Regions from separate parts of the Mus musculus genome. Here region 2 is linked to region 1. A link is a contact called in public HiChIP or PLAC-seq data. All regions are on one chromosome and are shown on one strand. Each heading gives the region's core, a stretch centred on a gene start, on an enhancer-like site or on the middle of the called end of the contact. The rest is flanking DNA. Distances are from core to core; before and after follow the strand shown. Region 1 has its middle 16 kb from the start of Gm39458. Region 2 holds the start of Rpl14 (ribosomal protein L14).

What was found. HiChIP or PLAC-seq counts read pairs in DNA pulled down with a chosen protein or histone mark.
Region 2: a contact with region 1 is called in an HNF4G HiChIP or PLAC-seq map of pancreatic cancer cells. The contact joins the promoter of Rpl14 here to the enhancer-like site in region 1. A contact is called at or near these places in 1 of 484 Hi-C or Micro-C datasets (embryonic stem cells), 4 of 115 datasets of contacts at active chromatin or transcription factors (embryonic stem cells, memory CD8 T cells and pancreatic cancer cells) and 1 of 9 other capture datasets (adipose tissue).

What each region holds. Positions count from the first base shown.
Region 1 is chr9:120,690,256-120,693,245 of GRCm38.p6, reverse strand. No RefSeq gene overlaps it. Among named protein-coding and RNA genes, the nearest start is that of Gm39458, 16 kb to the right of the region's middle. Within about 2 kb of position 1,390, at least 179 of the 459 cell types and tissues checked have an H3K27ac peak or open chromatin away from gene starts, as enhancers often do. A contact at or near this core is called in adipose tissue, embryonic stem cells, memory CD8 T cells and 1 more, where this site is marked.
Region 2 is chr9:120,570,222-120,573,141 of GRCm38.p6, reverse strand. Rpl14 (ribosomal protein L14) reads right to left here and starts at 1,625. Exons shown (of 6, transcript NM_025974.2): 1 at 1,601-1,625; 2 at 945-1,046; 3 at 280-374. The coding sequence starts at 1,603.

The sequences.
Region 1 (2,990 bases), core at 141-2,640:
CGATGAGAGGTGGAGTTGGTAGAGGAAGTCCAACTTCTTGTGTTGGTTGGTTGGGACCCTTCACAGTTGTTCCCAAGACAGCAGCAGCCTCACTTGGGAACTCACAGAAATGGAAGCTATCAAGGTCCGCCACTACATACTGACTGAATCAGAAACTGAAGCTGGGCCCCAGCAGACAGGGCTCCACAGCTTTCCAGGCAACTCTCCTGCGTGTGCAGATATAGCCGTGCATGCTGTTTCCCAGAGTGTCCTTGCGGCTCTAGCTGCCTAGGGCTAACCTGTTTATAAATGGAGTGTGTGCTGTTCTGACCACAAGTCTCCAATATCATCTTACTCGTGAGAAAGCAGGGAAGGTTGTATTCTGGAGAATGCGTGCGTGTTTCTGCTGGTACCATATACAGAGTTGGTACAGTCTAGAGATGGAGTATTTTCCTATCTATGAATATTCATCTATCTACAGTCACACGCATACATAATTGCTTATTTACATGCAAATCCGTGGAGATCTGCATTAGATAGAAAGGAATAAAAAAAAAGTTAGCTGATTGTTGTAGAGTTGAAGCCAACAAGACTGCAAGTGTCTGACCCCATACCTGGACAAAGTACACACTCAATGAAAACAAACATAAATGCCCACGGCCCTTCAGAAGGGTGACATGTAAAGCATGTCTGGGATAGCCCCCAAGCGAAGGGGCCTAGGAACTCCGAGGAACAAGAATGTCTCAGACACAGATTTGAGGGAGAATCTGGAGCTATGTCTCGGCTCTCGCCTTCAAAATCAACCTCTGTGTTCCGCCTGTGGCCTCTGCCACAGAGCTAAGGATGTGAGAGGCACCAGCTGGCCTGCGCCTGTGGTGACCGTCCCCACTTTTCCTCTTTGCATCAGTAAAGCATCCCTCTACCCAGGAGGGGAGTGAATCTATTGCTCTGTGGGCAGATGGCTCTCTCGCTTCTGAGAAAGTAGGCTGTTTTGTTACTCTTCTCGCTACTGTGGCAGGAAGCAACCTGAGGGTGTGCTGTGGCTCACACAGCCTGCCAGCCTGATGGCGTCAAGAACCACCTTCAGACAAACCCCTCTGAACTTCTGTGAAGAAGTTTCTAGATTATTTACTTGAGGTGGTACTACCCAGCCTAAACGTGGGTGGTACTGGGATCCCTGACTGAGTACAAAGATGAAAGCGCTGAGCACAGACGTGCACGCAAGCGTGTGTGTGTGTGTGTGTGTGTGTGTGTGTGTGTGTGTGTGTGTGTGTGGTGTGTGTGCGCGCGCGAGGAACCAGGAATCCCCACTGGCTGCAAACTTCAAGGCTGGGTCCCCAGTGAGCATCTCTCCCGAGCATGGAGAAGGCACAGAAGGGCCAAGCCTCTACTACTGCCTGCTTCTACAGGAACCGCTGGAGGGAAGTGAAGAGCAGTGTGTGTAGATGCCGCCCCCGTCCCAGGCCCCGCCCCCTGCATGGCCCCAGCTAGTGACTTGCAGCCGGGACAGCCAGCCTTCTGCATCCCGGCAGGGTGCCGGGAAGTAATTCACTGCAGAGGCTCCTCCTCAGTGCAGTTTCCTGTGGCCAATTATTTTGGGAACGAGGACTGGAGGTTTGGGTGGAGGAGGGGCAGTCAAGGGCCTGGAAGCAAAAGGGCATGAGGCTGATCCGGCCTCCATGCCCTGATGTAGAGGTAGCCTCCACCCTCCACACGAACACAGAAGCGTCACATGGACCCGCATTGTGTGGCTTGGAAGTCCTCCGCTTGTACACCATCCCTCCAGAGTCAGGAACCAGACGCTGGAAGGCAGCCTTTTAGTTTTTTTTTTTTTTTTCCACTATGGGAGGAATGAAGCGGGGAGGAGGGGTCCACACACTCACACGATCCAAGTAGACTTCTCCTAGTTTGTTTTTCTGACACATTGGAAACCGCACAGTGCAGAGAAAATTCGTCTCACATGCTCAGGCCTGCTTTCCCGGAACGCATCCAGAGACGGCTGTGTCAACACTGCTCAGCCAGCCAGCCTCAAAGGGATGGGCTCTGTCAAGGAAAAACTCAACCCAGACCCTGGCGTGAGGGGGCGGCGGGGGCTTTGTGTATCCTTTAAAGGGAGAGTGGGCCTCTAAGCGGACCAGGCACTTCCCCCACCACGCAGTTGTCCCCACACCACCCCTGTATCGCAGGGGTTCCCCGTCCCAGATGGTGCTGAGCTGTGTGTGTGTGTGTTCAGCTGCTCTGCTTCCTCTGAAGCCACAGGGAGGAACCGGAGAGGGAGCCAGGAGGATGGAGGAAGCCTGGGTGGAGGATGTTCCTGGTGGCTAGAGCAGCTAGGTACCACACTGGATGCTGATTTGGATGGAGAGGAGCCTCAGAAGTGAGTCCCCAGAGTTTGAGATCTGGACGTCAACCCTCAGTGTTCAAGACCCAGATGTAACACCACCACCTCCCCCCACACCCCACCACCAAGTGTTAAGAGACCTGGACCTAATTCCCACGCTGTTGTTTGAGATGCAGATGTAACCAAGCCCTCTCTTAAGAGACCTAGCTGTAAATCTCACCCCAACCTAGCCCTAACAGATTCAAATGCAAACTCTCCCCTACTCATTCCCCTATTCACTACTGTAAATTCCCAGTGTGAGATCAGGTGTAAGCATCGGGTGTTTCTGTGAAACTGGAGCTTCCTCTGCAGACGAGAGAGAGGAGCTGCCTCTGGGCAGCCAAGGTGTGGGGCCATCATGGCTCACTGACCGTGGCTTCTTGCTACCTGCTTGTCCTTGGAGGCCTTCTACCTGTGGCTCGCTTCTTCAGACACAGTTTGTGGTTCTCAAAGCTGCCTGTGTGGTCAGGAATGTTTACAGTTTGGGATTTCAGTGACCACAGCCTACCAGGAACAGCAAGGAAACCCCTTGTTTCTCTACCATAAAGTAAGTTCCACTGAGCGCCATTGCCCAGTTCCTATGAGGGCTACGGTCGTTCTAGGGTTAATTTAGGATCTTGAGCTCTGGCCA
Region 2 (2,920 bases), core at 376-2,875, 120 kb after region 1:
TGACTCAGACCAGAAGACTGCAAATTTGGGGCCAATTTGGATATATGAGAGCAGACATTTTCACGGAACTTATTGTGTGTGTGTGTGTGTGGGGGGGGGGGAGACACGGGACCCAAACAGGAACTTCATAATGGCAAAACGACCTGGGCAATTTTAAGTCAGTAAGTCTGTTTGTTAGATATAGGCCCCTTTCCTTGGTTGGCTCCAAACCATCTGTATTATCCGTGTATATATAGACTGTGGCACCAAACTGAAAAGCAACTTAGAACAAGGTGTTACCTGTGTGGGAACTTGAGGATGAAGTCAGTGAGCTGCATGCATTTGAAGGGCATGGCCTGCCTCCTCACCCGAGTACAGGGTCCATCCACTAAAGCCTAGGATACAAAATCAAGGACCTCAGACAGGCATCTAAAGTTCAAGATGGCTGTAACCTCTACGTAATTTCTAGCCCTTTCTGGACGAAATGTACATTACCATTCAAATGAAGAAAATGCACGTTTGTGAACCCAGTATCCTAAAAGCCTCCACTGTGGTATTTTCAGACAAGGTCAAGCAGCCCAGGCTAGTGGCAAACTCCTGCTTCTCCTACCTTATCCTCCCAGAGCCTGAGGTAGCAGGAGCCACATCTATCTTTAGAATCCAGGGACTCTAGCAAGCACTCTACCAACAGAGCCGCACCTCCAGCTCACTGAAGTCTTCTCAGTTACCTCATTTAAACTCACCTGCATTTGCCTGCCTCGTTTACCCGGTGAATTAGTGCTGTAAGATGAGCTAACTCTACCCAGTGCTTCAAACTCCGTGGCCAGTGTTTCCTCAATGGTAAACCTGTAATCTAAAGAACTCCACCCAAGGACCACTCTAGCTACCCTGAGTAACATCTACGGTGCTGTCGATCTTACGGCCACGTTAAATAAAGATTGTAAAATACTCCGTCCCACACGTACCCTGTTCTGATCAATGACATCTACAATTGCGACCAGCTTTCCAGCATGGGGCCCGAAGGAAATGTAGGCCACCCGGCCAACCTCCACGTAACGCCTGAACACCTAAAACAGGAAAAGAAACAAGGGTTGGCTTTAAATATTCCAAGTCCGCTGCTTACCGGCAACACAGGGCTCGGGGCCGCCCTGGGAGACGAGTTTGAACTTAGTAGCCAGCATTTTTTAACTTCAAGTATCCCGTGGCCACTTTCCCAGCACACGAGCTCCCTGGATCCGCTCTTACCCATGTTTGATACTCCTTTAGTTCTCATACAATTAATTCATCGTTCAATCCACTGAACCACTCCCCGGTTCGCTTTTTCCGGAGAAAAAGAACTGAAGGGAGCTCATGAGGAGCCAGGCCGCCGGGCAGGTCCGAGGCCGCAGCAGCGCCGCCATCCCCGGACCTCAGGCCCAGCCACTCCCGCCACTGCGCACGCGTGGCCCCGGTAGTGCGGTCCACGCGAGCCGCGCTCCCTGCGGGCTGGGTTCCACGCCCCGCTGCCTCCCCACGCGCTGGCCGGGTCGCGCAGAGCCACTCCACGCCGGGGCTCCCCCGCCCGGGGCAGAAGACGGGCGTCGCGACGGCCGCACTCGGAGCTCTCGGCACACACACTCACCATGTTGGCGGCGCTCAGCGAGAAGAGAGAGGGCCCGCCCTGCCGTGCGCATGTGTCGGCAGAAGCCCCGCCCCCGACGTCCAGCGTGCCCACCGATTGGTCGACGGGGAAACGTGCGTGCTTTTACGCATGCTCACTGGGTTATGACATGGCGGTTCCGGCTCTCTATGGACTGCTTCTCCTCAGACACGTGCAGTGAGCTTGGCGTTGTAATTTCTCCTTTCTATTTTGTTTGGGTTTGGGATTTTGGGGACAAGGCCTTTTAGTGTAGGCCTTCCACACTGTATAATCCAAGCAGGCTCGCTCGCAGCAATGCTCCTGCCTCAGTCTCCCAAATGTTGGCATGACAGGGCGGTCACTCCTGAGAACTTTAGGGATAGGAAGGACTCATAGGATGAACTGTCTGTCCCCAGCCCACTTCCCTTTTCTTCTGTATACACAGGATATAATTAAGACACAGCCGAGGGTGCTGGCGCTCGCCCTTAATCCCAGCCCTCGGGAGGCAGAGGCGGAAGCAAATCTGGATTTAAGGCCGCTTCCCCTACCAAGGAGACATACTGAGACATTGTCTTAAAAGTCCAAAGACACAGGGCTGGAGAGATGACTCAGCTGTTAAGAGCACTGACTGCGCTTCCAGAGGTCCTGAGTTCAAATCCCAACAATCATATGGTGGCTCACAACCATCTGTAGTGAGATCTGACGCCCTCTTCTGGGGTGTCTGAAGACAGCTACAGTGTACTTACATATAATAAATAGGCCGGGGGGTGGGGGGAGGCGGGCGGGGGAAAGGGAATATATTTCACAGATATGCCTCTTATGGAGGCATTCCTCCAAGTGGGGCTCCCTCCTCCCAGAGGACCCTAGCTGTGTCAAGTAAACAAGAGCAAAGGAGCACACTGGGTGCCTTCCTCAGTCACTCTTCTTCCGGTCTTTATGAGACAGCCTCTCACTGAACCCAGAGTTTGCCAGTTCAGATAGGCATGCTGGTCACTGAGCCCCAGGGGCACACTTGTCTCTACCTCCCCAGGATGACCACTGCAGGCCATCGATCCTAACTCTTCCTAACTCTTCATGTGTGTGATGGGGATCCAAATTCAGGCCTTTACAACATTAAGCACTTTACATACTCTTTTATGTGTGTGGAGGAATAGTCCCCTTGGAGGCCATTAAAGCTAGAGCTATGAATGAGCTGGAAACAGAACTCAAGAAAGCATTCAACTGCTAGTCATCTCTGTGGCTCTGAACGAACCCCATTTCAGACATTTTATTTTATTTTATTTTATTTTATTTTATTTTATTTTATGTGTATGGGTGTTTGTG